Regions from separate parts of the Sus scrofa genome. Here region 2 is linked to region 1. Evidence: chromatin contacts called from public Hi-C data. All regions are on one chromosome and are shown on one strand. Each heading gives the region's core, a stretch centred on a gene start, on an enhancer-like site or on the middle of the called end of the contact. The rest is flanking DNA. Distances are from core to core; before and after follow the strand shown.

Region 1 (5,447 bases), core at 2,182-4,681:
CCGCCGAGCAGCCCCGGGTGAGATAAGCAGTTTAGACAAACACTGGGCGACGGTGGCTCCAGCATGTGTCAGCCGAGGTGGAGCTGCGGGGCCCTGGCATGAAAGGTGAGCGCGCCGCGGGGGGCGGGCGGGGGGCGTTCTCCGCGCTCCCCACCCCCGCCCGGCGCCCGCCCCCTTCTCCTCCAAGTTCGTGGGTTCCGCGGGGGCGGCCGCCAACGGCTTCGGGGCAACTTCCCCCGGAGTGTGAGCGGCGATAAGAACCGGGCGGGAGGGCAGGCGACCAGGCCCCCCCCTCCCCCCGCCCGCGGCAGGTCGGAGCCTGGGCGGCCTTGCTCCAGGCAGGGACTCGGGCAAGGGCTCGGTCGTTGCTTTCGGCGAGGGGCGCTGACGAGCGTGCAGCGAGTGGGGAGCAAAGGAGCTGGCCCGGGGGGAGGGGGTCTCGGTGAGCCGTCTACACTCCAGAGCCGGAGTGAAAACTTTGCGGCGGCGGGGGAGGGAGCGGAGGGGCGGCGGTGAGCCCCCGCGGCAGGTGCTGGCGGCGGCTTGGCGGGGGGTGGGGGGGAGCGCTCGCCCGCTGGGTGCACGCGGTTTGGGTTTTTGTCTGGCTCCCCTCCCCCTTCCCCCGGAGCGAGGGAGCCGGCCGGGAGGGCGGGACTGCCGCCTCCCGGGTCTCCGACCCTCACGCCCCGCAAGGGCGCGCCCGGGCCCCGCCGCGCCGCTCCTCCCTTTCTGCTCCCGGGTCGGCTCGGAGAGGCTCCCCTGCTCCTCCCCCTGCTGAAGATGGCTGCCCCGGCCTCGGAGGTGGGAGGTGATCGCATCCGCCGCCCCCTCCTCGCACTGCCCTTTTTCCCTCCCCGGCCCTTCCTGCTTCGCCTGGATGCGCCTCCCCACCCCCAGGCCGGCGGCGCGCGATGGGCGGCGAGTGGCCCGACCGAGTGGAGCCGATTCAATTATATTGCAGCACCAGAGACACCTCCTCGGCCGCCCGCCCGCCCGCCTCTCCAGCAGGCTAATTAAATTCCCTTCGTGGAGGCGGAGCGGGAGTCGGGCTCCCCGTCCCTCCTCCCCCTTCCCACTGCCCAGTCCCCCTCCGGGGCTGGGGGGCGGGGGCACAAGGGGACCGCTCCTAGCGCGCTGTGGAGGTCGAGGCGCAGGTCGTGGGGAGGAGAGGTTCCCCCGGTTGGGTGAAGCGTTGCCGCGACCCCCCGCCCCCCGCCAAAAAAACCCGTGATGCGCTGGGGCCCCTTGCTGAGCGCCGGCGTTAAGTTTGGAAGGCTGTGTGTGCGCCGCGCAGGAGCACCTGCCCGCCGGCTGGGCGGCGGATACCGGCCGAGTTGAGTCGATTTGGCTCTTGTTTTGTAAACTAGCCTTTGTCTGGTAAGTGCGGCTAAAATACTTTAAACCCTTGTTAACCCCTGCAGTGCCTTATCTGGGGCCCACACAGGCTCTGGTTTGGAAACAAAAAGCGGGACCACCAGATGAAAAGGGGGGCGCTTCTTTTGTGAAAGCCTGGAACAAAGGGCCCCGCGGATTCTGGCTGGGAACCCCCCCCCACAAGCCGATTTCCGGGGCAGCAGGTCTTGTTGGGGTACTTTGAAATGTCCCCAGTTGGCCGGCTGGGCCCTCTCCCGGGATTCTTCCCCTCCTCCCGCTGGAAGGTGGGGGGGCCCAGGTGAGCAGGCTGCCCCTGGGCCTCCCTTGGTGTTACTTCAGCTCAGGCCACGGAAGCGTTGCTCAGCCTGTCTTTACGGGCTGCCTCCTCCTTTGGGGATGGCAGAACCTGAGGCGCAGGCTGCTGCCTGACTCAGCCGCCCTGCCACAGGTGAGGGGGGCCCAGGGCGCAGGCTCCGACTGGCAGCCCGTGTGTCATCTGCGTGCGGCTGCTGGTGGATTGTGCGGGGAGTCACCACCCCGCCCGTCTGCCCCGGGGACTAGGAAGCTGTCTGCAGGCCGGGCTCTGTGATAACAGCTACACGGATGCGTCCCAGTGGCCCCCTATCAGTGCCGTCCTGACCTCTGGGTGAAGGGGGGGTGCTGAGTTGGCCTTGGCCACTTTGTCTACTGCGGCAACATGCGAAGGGGGCCTCGGGAGCCAGCCAGGATTTTCCTTTTGGTGAACCTTAGGGGCGGTGCAGGTCTGGAGCCTGGAGCTGGTGAGCAGCCAGGGCGGTGACCCGGGGTCAGCCCCGCCTTAGGCAGGGAGGCTGGGAAGCCGGTGTCCTGGTTCCAGGCACCGTCATTCTGTGAGGCCGGGCTCCGAGCAGGGCAGCTCGGCCGTCCCCGACGGCGCAGGCCCTGACCTGTGGGGGCCAGCTCACCGAATCCTGGCTTGGCACAGCTGAAGAGGGTTTATAGATGCCCCAAGCTTGCTTTCCTACAGCTGCTGGTGACCAGGCTTCCCTAACCCAGTAAAGCCACAGCTGCCGGGTTCGTGGCCGCGGCCTGGGGAGCTCTCAGAGTTCCCCAGGTGAGTCTCACTTGCAGAGGAGACTGGGAATCAGTTCCCTATTGGGTGAGCACATTGAGGCCCAGAGGCAGGTGGGGGCCGCACCCACGTTCACAGCAAGAAGCAGACCCCTTCAGAAGCTCCAGCACCCTTTGCCAAACCATGTCTATGGCCTTCAGTAACTTCCCGGTCTCAAGGGCAAGGTCAGAGGCTGTAGATCCACCCGAGAGAACCTTGGAACCTTGGGGTTTCGGAGCCAAAGAAGCCTCCTACCCCTGGGTTCAGCATCGCCGGCCAGAGAAGCCAGAGCAAAGCTGGCACAGCGCCACTCTGTGGCATATCTGCGTTCTGCACCTCCCAGCCGGGCACCTCCCCAGCCCACTGGGTCCCCTGATGGCCCTCGACCCTTGGGTAGGCGAGGTCCCTGCTCCCCTGCTCTGAAGGAGGAAGGGCCTCCGGGCTTAGAGCCCCTACCTGAGAGGTGGGTGCCCGCGGCTCCTACTTTGCCAGAGGAACGCAGGTGAGTGAGACCTGGCTGCTAGCGCTCTCTCTCGCCCCGGGAACGCGTAGGGGCTTGTGGAGTCAGCCAGCAAGGCAGGTTTTGCCTGGCCCCATGCGAAGGCTTGGAATTCCCAGTCTGGGTTATTCGAAGTCCACAGCGGGCTGGGGTTGGGTGGTAGCGCGTTAATTACCTGTGTTATGGCAACACAGCAGCCTCTAAACCACAGGGCTGCGTGAAGCCGGCCGGCCCCCCTTGCCCGGCCCCCCTTGCCCGGCGTGCCAGCAGAGCTGTTTTCCCGAGCTGCAGGGATCTGTGTTCCAGGTGACATTTCAGCTTGGCCACTCGCTTCCATTTCTCTCCTCTCTCGTCGAGTGTGGTGCGGGCCGCCGAGCCCCTGGCTCCGCTTCCCCACACTGGCCTTTCTCCCCGATCGAGGCCACAGGCGGGAGGGGACGTGTTCCTGTCAGTGAGAATTTATTGAGCGCCTGCTATGAACCTGGCCCGCGCCGGCTGCTCGGAGGTGTACATGCAGATAAGACCGGAGCGCATCCCGAGCGGCCCTTTGCACGCCTGCCAAACGGCGCGCCGGGGGCCTTTTAATCTCGCCTCTGCAGCTTCGTTCCCCCACCAGCCTCTTGACGTGCGCCTCTGCTCCAGCAGGATGGAACCACAGGCCTCCCTGCTCTGTGCCCTGTCCCTGCCTTTGCTGGGGCTGCTCCTCTGCCTGGCACTCTCCTGTCAGCTGCGAAGCCCGGGGTCCCTGAGACCAACCCCACCCCCCGCCGCCTCTCCCTCCCCAAAGCCTAGAGCACATCCAGAGGGGAAGCTCCTGCAGAGCTGGGCGAAGTGAGAGCAGCCTCCGGAGAGGGTGGGTAGGCCTGGCGGGAACCAGCATGTGCAAGCCTCTATGGAAGAGAGGGCTTCTGGCTGAACTTGAGGCTTTGAAGGGGTCCCCGGGGGACCTGGCGGACTCTGGGAGGGACTTAACTGAGGAAGGAGATGTGGGGGGAGCAGGAAGCCCTCAGACCAGGTGTTCATTCTTGACTACATTTTAGATTCACCTGGGGACTTTTTAAACCCCCAGCCCCCCAGCCCAGGCCGCACCTGTGACCGGTGAAGACCCAAATCTCTAGGGTTGGGGCCCGGGTATCTGAGCTTCCAAAGCCCCAGCTGAGCTCCAAGGGCCTTCTGCTGGGGGTGGGGAGCCGTGGGTGAGGCATCCTCGGTGGAGAGGGGGGGCTGCTGCTTCCTCAGGAGAATTGCGGTCCCACGTGGGAGGCCAGAGTTTGCTGTTGGCCCCAGAGTTGCCCCAGGTGAGCTGCAAGCCCTTCTCCTAAAGGGGCCTTCCCGTGCGGGTTGTGCTTGGATGGGTGGCTTCTCTGTCTCTGGAGCGCTGGCCAAGCCTTCCCTTCCTGGAACCGGTTCCTCCAGCTGGAGGTGTGAGAAGTTGCACGTTGCAGTGGCTTTTTTGGGGGTTGCCAGACTCCTCGTGGGTCAGTGATGGCATAGGCCCTCTCACCGAGGTCGGGGCTGCTGCGCGCCCCCGCCACCCCCAGCTGCTGCCTTCCTGTAGGATGGGGAGGCAGTGGCTTTTTGGAGTCAAGGATTGAGGTGACATAATGCGTGTCACAGGCCCGTGCCTGAACGGGTCAACAAAGAGGAAGGGCCGAAGCCCTCCGGGGGCTGGGGGAAGAGCCCGTGTCTGCTCTTAGTGCCTGTTGGTCTGTCTCTGACCAGGGCAGTCACCTCTGGCTGAACCTGTGTGACTGGCACACTTGCGGGCCTGGGTTTTCTCTCTAAAGGAGGAATGGCCGTGGCGCCCACGTTGTTGGGCTGTAGAGGGTTAACCGCGTTCTTATAGAGCGCTCAGAGCAGCGCCTGGCACGGAGGGCACTCGTGGTGGGGTTTGTCAGGAAGCGCGCCAGGTCATCCCCGACTTGGTGGCTCTAGGAGTCCTGGGATTTTAACCGAGGACACCGGAAGGCTCGGTCCACTGCCCTCTGTGGCCTCCCAGGGGCTCCCTGGAGCCCCCACTGACCCTCCCCCTGGTGAGGCTGCAGGAACCAAAGGGTTCTTCTGGGGCCTGGCCCACTACCAGGGTCTTGGACACGCATGGACGCGCATACCCACCCCTCTGGGGGGACTTGCTGCCCCCTGCCCCACCCTGTGGTGGTGGGTGGGATTGCTGGTGGTGCCTCTTCTAGCCCTGCCCTTCCTGTCCAGTTGGCACATCTGTGCCCGCAGGCAGCAGCAAAAGGTTTCCTTCCATCAGTTGGCTTTTGGTCAGGGAGGGCCCTATCGACATTGGCAGGTGGAGGCTTCTGAAGGAAAATCCATGTGTCAAAAGCTGAGGAGAATCAGGCCTGCAGGCGGAGTGGGTGGGGCCTCCTTAGGGCCCCCCCGGGCGTCTCCACCATCTCCCCCCCCACCCCCAGCTGAGCTAGGGCCCCAGGCGCCCCCTGCTGTGCCACCGGCCTGTTTGGGGACAGGAAGGATGAG
Region 2 (5,447 bases), core at 786-3,285, 230 kb before region 1:
CTAGGGGTCGAATTGGAGCTGTAGCCACGGGCCTACACCACAGCCATGGCAACGTGGAATCCGAGCCGCATCCGCACACTACACCACAGCTCACGGCAACGCCGGATCCTTAACCCACTGAGCAAGGCCAGGGATGGAACCCGAAATCTCATGGTTCCTCGTCGGATTCGTTAACCACTGCGCCACGACGGGAACTCCTGTATCTCTGTTTTTTAAAGAAGGCTCCGTGGCAAGAGCAAGCTTTGGGCCTGGACTGCACCCTTTTCGTTCTTTATGTCCCAGACCTCTCTGACCTCTGGAGGCTTATGACTGTCCCTCTGAGTTGTTCATCTCACAATCATGTTTTTTTGAGCAAAACCTGGGTCCTGTGATGTGGGAAAGGATATTTAATACTTGCCTTTTTAGCATATGTTCACATGAGAAAGTGGACAAGGACAGAAAAATGGCCTGACAGTTGGCACGTAACATCACTTCAGTGGAAAGAACAGGTTTTTCTGGCATCAGGAAATTCTGGCTTTTCCCAGACCTGGGATCCTCCCAACCCTTGGGGAGGGGCCGTAAAACCTAAAGGTTAGAGGGGAAGACTCTGGAGCCACTGGCCTGGTTCAGATCCCAGCTCCCCCCACTTTCTGGCTGTGTGACCTTAGGAGGGTTCCTTTCCCTCTCTGTGCTTCAGTTTCTTAATCTGGAAAATGAAAATGCTTCGAACAGTGCCTGGCCCTTAGGAAGCACTTCCTGTCTGAGTTTAACTCATGTTTTAGCGTCAGTCTAACTAGTATTTACTCATATTAACTAGTATTTGTGGGCACGTGCTAAGTGCTCTGGGCTCCCCGTCAGGGGACGGTTTCTCCCGGTCATCTGGGTGACAGCTGTGTGACCAGACACCCCGAAGTCGGGAGCAGGAAACCACCGCTTTGGCTGACAGATGGACAATTCGGGTGAGGCTGGGCAGGGGGGACCCGTCTCTGCTCCCCAAGCTTTCGCATCTGGACTAGGGCTGGAGGATGCACCTCCCAGACGGCACCCTCATGCCCACAGGGCTGGTGGCCCGGGCAGTGGCAGGGCTGGGAGTGTGGCGGTGTGCCCTCCCCAACCCCAGCACAGCAGGGTGGCTGGGTCCTAAGACCAAGGGTCCTGAGGCAGAGCCGGGCAGAAGCTGTACCACCCTCATGACCAGGCCTCCTTGGCCCCCTGGCATCCACTTCCCTGACTCCATCAGGGCCGGTCTCACAATGCCCCTGCCCCTTCCAGCGTCAAGGAGGGGGCCAAGCTGGAACGATCTGGACGCGCGTGTGGCCTGGGAGGGAGCAGTGCGGCCCATTTTGGGAAATATCATCTGTCCTCGCAGCCCGGAGGGTCAGGGCTGGAAGGGTGCTCACAGGTCACCGGGCCTGCACCCCACAGCCCACTGCACGGGGCCGGGGAGCGGGGGGAAGCTGAGGGGCGGAGAGGCGGGCAGGCCGTCCCGGTTCCCTGGCGCTTATCAGGGTGTGCGGAGGGATGGCCTCTCTCCTGCTCGCCCGCCAGCTCCTGGGAGGAGGGGGCCCCGCCGTCTTTGCGGCAGGACCCCCGCCCCTCCCCCAGTGCCCAGCTCAGACGACCGGGCCACCTGAATCCAGCAGACCCCCAGGCCAGGGCCCAGCCGGCCCCTCGGACCTGCCCGTCGCTCTCCCACAGTGACCTGGCCGGTGCTGCATGCAGCCGGTGCTCAATGACTGCTTGGTACCCTGCCCCAGCCTGACGGATGCCAGGGAGCTCAGGTCCTGCCAGGCCAGGGGACCCGGGGTGGCCAGACCCGGCAGACCCATCCGCTTCCAAACTGAGCCCCTTGCCCGCCCCGGGAGTGGAGGGGCCGGAGGTGCTGGCCTGGCTGGACCCCCCACCCACCCACCCCACCCCAGCAGGGACGGGAGGCCTGGCGGGCGGGCTTCCTGAGCCTCCTGCCGGAGGTGTCTCAGCAGCTGCAGGAAGAGCCGGCAGAGCCAGATAAAGGCCCAGCGGGGGCCCTTTCCCAACAAAGGAAGCCAGCAGAGGCCTCTCCTCTCCCGCCTAAACACTCCAAACGCCTTTCAAGCTCTGGGCGGACGGGCGGGCTATTCAGAAGCAAGGGGAGGAGGGAACTGCCGCACAAAATGGGGTGGGAGGTGCCTCCGCCTCCTTCCAGAACCCCGAGGCGGATCCATTTAGTTTCAGAGAAATAAACCCCCCGTGTTCTAGAATATTCCTTCTCGGGGAGCAGGCCCCTCTCTGGGCCCTGCAGGGCACACCCTGGGGAGGGAATTGGAGAGAGGCGAGGGGCCTGGGTGCCCCCCCCCCCGACCCCGCCACCGAGCCACCCCTCACCTCCGGGGGTCTTTGTGTGCCCCGCCTCTCCCTTGATTTACGAGGCTGCCACCCAGCCCGCAGCTCCACCCCCAGCCTCCCGCCGATGATGGGGTGGTTGGGGACAGAGGGGACCCTCCAGACCTCCGTGCTGCCCCACCCCCACCCCAGCCTCGCAGTAGGTGACCCCTGGATCTGCAGGAGGGTGGCGGAGGGCCCCCTGGCCTGGAAGCTTCCGATGAGACAGGCTTCGGTGGTGGGTCCCACCCCTAGTGTGGCCAGAGATTCAGGCGACAGGCTGTTTGAACCTTCGAACTCTGCCCCGTCCCTCCCCACAGCTCCCTGGGCCCCGCGGCAAGAGCTGAGCCTAGGAATGCGACCAACCCTGTTGGAGCCTTCTGCCACCCTTTAGCTGCCAGCAAAGGCTTCGGCTGTTCTGCACCTTGATTTTGTCATCTGTAAAGGGGGCGTTAACACTGCCTGCCTCCCAGGGCTGCTGAGTGAGATTAAGCCCAGAGGTGGCTGCGCCGGATCCATGTCCCTGTGTATACAGGTCTCAGCCCCCCGGGCATCCCCAGGGACCAGGGACAACTCAGGATCATACAGATGGTGTCAGGGCATCCGTCAGCCACTGGACAGAGCAGAACGGCCTGGGCTTCTGGTTGGTGCTAGGCAGTGTTGGAGAGGGGGCCCTGCTGGCCCGGGGACACAGAGTGGCCTGTAGGATGCTACCCAGTCTGGGCACATGCTGGCCCCCAGACCTCAGTCCCCTGGACGGCTGGGGCCTCTCCCGGCAGGGCGGAAACTGCTTGGTAACGAGCCCCAGGGGCGCTCCAGGCGGCTGGGAGAGGGCAGGACGGGGTTTGCTGGTGCCAGGGCTCATTAAGCCTGCCGTTCAGATGGGGATTAGGCGGCAGCCAGCCCACGAGTCCTTGGGTTTGGTTATTAAAGGCTCCTTGCAAGGGAAACGCCAGGCGCTCCCTTTCAAAGCCGCACCTGCTAATCAGAGGGCAAGGAATTCATTAAAACTGTAACTGGGGCTCCCCAGGAACAAGGGCTGGGGGAGGGGGGCTTTGCAGCGTGTGGGCAGAACAAGGGCACAGCTTCCCTCCCTGGCAGGGGGCACACACTCCCCCCCACCCCGTCGTGGGTGTGGCCAGGGGGCGCCAGAGGCCCGTGCTGCAAGGCCCCCTCCTCCAAGGGGCTGTCCCTGAGAGCCCAAGCCTGGACCCCTGGCTCCTCCGCTGTCATATTCCTTTGCTCCTTTGTTTTTTTTTTCTTTTGGCCGCCCCACAGCATATGGAGTTCCTGGGCCAGGGATCAGATCCAAGCCGCGGCTGCGGCCACACTGGATCCTGACCCCACTGTGCTGGGCCGGGAATGGAACCTGCATCCTGGCGCTGCAGTGATGCCGTGATCCTGTGCGCCACAGCGGGAGCTCTCATTCCTTTGCTTCTGCTCCCACCTGCTGGTGCTCCGCCAGCTCCTTGGGGTCCTCGTGTGTGCTTCCTGCGAGAGGGAGGGGTGGGGGGACAGGGGCAAGGCCACGTTTGGTAAACACCTGCTGGGCCAGGCTGAATAATGGCCCCCAAGATGGGCGCGTTCCAGTCCACAGAACCGTGTGTGTGTGTGTGTGTGTGTGTGTGTGTGTATGTGTGTGTGTGTGTGTGTGTAAGGGAGAGAGAGAGACCTGATGTGGCTTATCCAGGTGAGACCATCCCGGGGTCCTTATAGGACGGACGTGGAGGGGATTCTAGAGAAATGGAAGTAGGACGTGTGGTGGCCGAATAAGAATTGCAGCGATGCAGGGAAGGGCCCACGAGCCGAGGGCTGCAGGCACCTTCAGAAGCGGGAAAAGCAGGGATGCTCCCCTGGAACCCCCCGGAAGGAACCAGCCTCGTGCCACCTTGAGTTTAGCCCCTTGAGGCCCGTGCCAGACTTCTGCCCTCCAGGCTGGAAGACGGTGGAGTGGAGATGTTTGAAAGACGCAGCTGTGGTCCCCGTCACAGCAGCCGCAAGAAACTGATGCCTCTGCCGAGGGACAGGTACCCCGCGTGGGTCACTCCCCTGGTATCGGCGAGGGAGGCCTGGGGGCCCTGCTGATGGGCAAGCCCCGGCTCTCAACACACTCAGAGGGACCCTGGCTGCACAGCGGTGTCCGTCTCTTCTGGGTTGGGGAGGGGTACAGGTGGGCAAGAGGCGGGTACCTGTGTGTGTGCTTGCTACATTATTTTCTGTATGTTTGAAATATTTCATTATTTAAAATGTTGCTGAGGAGTTCCCATCGCGGTGCAGCGGAAATGAATCCAACTAGGAACCATGAGGTTGCGGGTTCGATCACTGGCCTCGCTCAGTAGGTTAAGGATCTGGCGTTGCCATGAACTGTGGTGTAGGTCGCAGATGCGGCTCGGATCTGGCATTGCTGTGGCTCTGGCATAGGCCGGCAGCTGTAGCTCCAATTAGACCCCTAGCCTGGGAACCTCCATATGCCGCAGGTGCGGCCCTAGAAAATACAAAAAAAAAAAAAAGTTGCATCTGCCTGGTCCCAAATTCTGTGCTCTCTCTCAGACTCTTTGACGAATATTGGTGGCCAAATGTGAGCCCTTGGGGCCTGGTGCTTGGACCTAGGCCACTGAGGGGGTCTAAGGGGTTGCCGGGAGTTGGAAGGAGTCACTCCCCTCCCAGGCGTGGACAGCCTGACGCATGGGACCTGTTCACGGCTCACCTTTCCCAGCCTGGCTACCAGGCAGGAGTTAATCCAGCCAGATGGGAGTTAGAGAGACCGGTTCACACCGTGCTGTGTGACCTTGGGCAAAACACCCAACCTTTCTGATCCGAGGCTTCTCTCGTAGAAAAGAGGGAATGTGAAATGCTTCTGATCATTGCATCTCTCTCCACACAAGGCCCAGACTGGGCCCTGGTATGGGAAGTGTGGACACGGGGCCTTCTCCTCCGGTGGACTTAACACGCGTGTGTGTCAGGCCTTGTGACCTCCAGATGAAAGGACTGTGTACGCCTGAGTCAGCTTTATGGCGATTCCATGCCCCACCCCCTGTACTTCCTGCTCCATGTGGAAGCTCAGGGTGTGGGAGCAGGTTCGCTGCATCTGAGGTCTCCCGGCTGCT

What was found. Hi-C and Micro-C count contacts between places; a contact is called where the count stands out from the background.
Region 2: a contact with region 1 is called in a Hi-C map of fetal liver, with 2.1 times the contacts expected there. The contact joins two enhancer-like sites. A contact is called at or near these places in 1 of 5 promoter capture datasets (liver), 11 of 47 Hi-C or Micro-C datasets (alveolar macrophages, brain, embryonic fibroblasts and 7 more) and 1 of 2 datasets of contacts at active chromatin or transcription factors (skeletal muscle).

The regions. Positions count from the first base shown.
Region 1 is chr6:3,292,200-3,297,646 of Sscrofa11.1, reverse strand. All of the region lies in intron 2 of GSE1 (genetic suppressor element 1), which reads left to right. Among named protein-coding and RNA genes, the nearest start is that of GINS2, 76 kb to the right of the region's middle. Within about 2 kb of position 3,431, at least 2 of the 83 cell types and tissues checked have an H3K27ac peak or open chromatin away from gene starts, as enhancers often do. A contact at or near this core is called in fetal liver, where this site is marked.
Region 2 is chr6:3,522,924-3,528,370 of Sscrofa11.1, reverse strand. All of the region lies in intron 1 of GSE1 (genetic suppressor element 1), which reads left to right. Among named protein-coding and RNA genes, the nearest start is that of GSE1, 130 kb to the left of the region's middle. Within about 2 kb of position 2,035, at least 33 of the 83 cell types and tissues checked have an H3K27ac peak or open chromatin away from gene starts, as enhancers often do. A contact at or near this core is called in fetal liver, where this site is marked.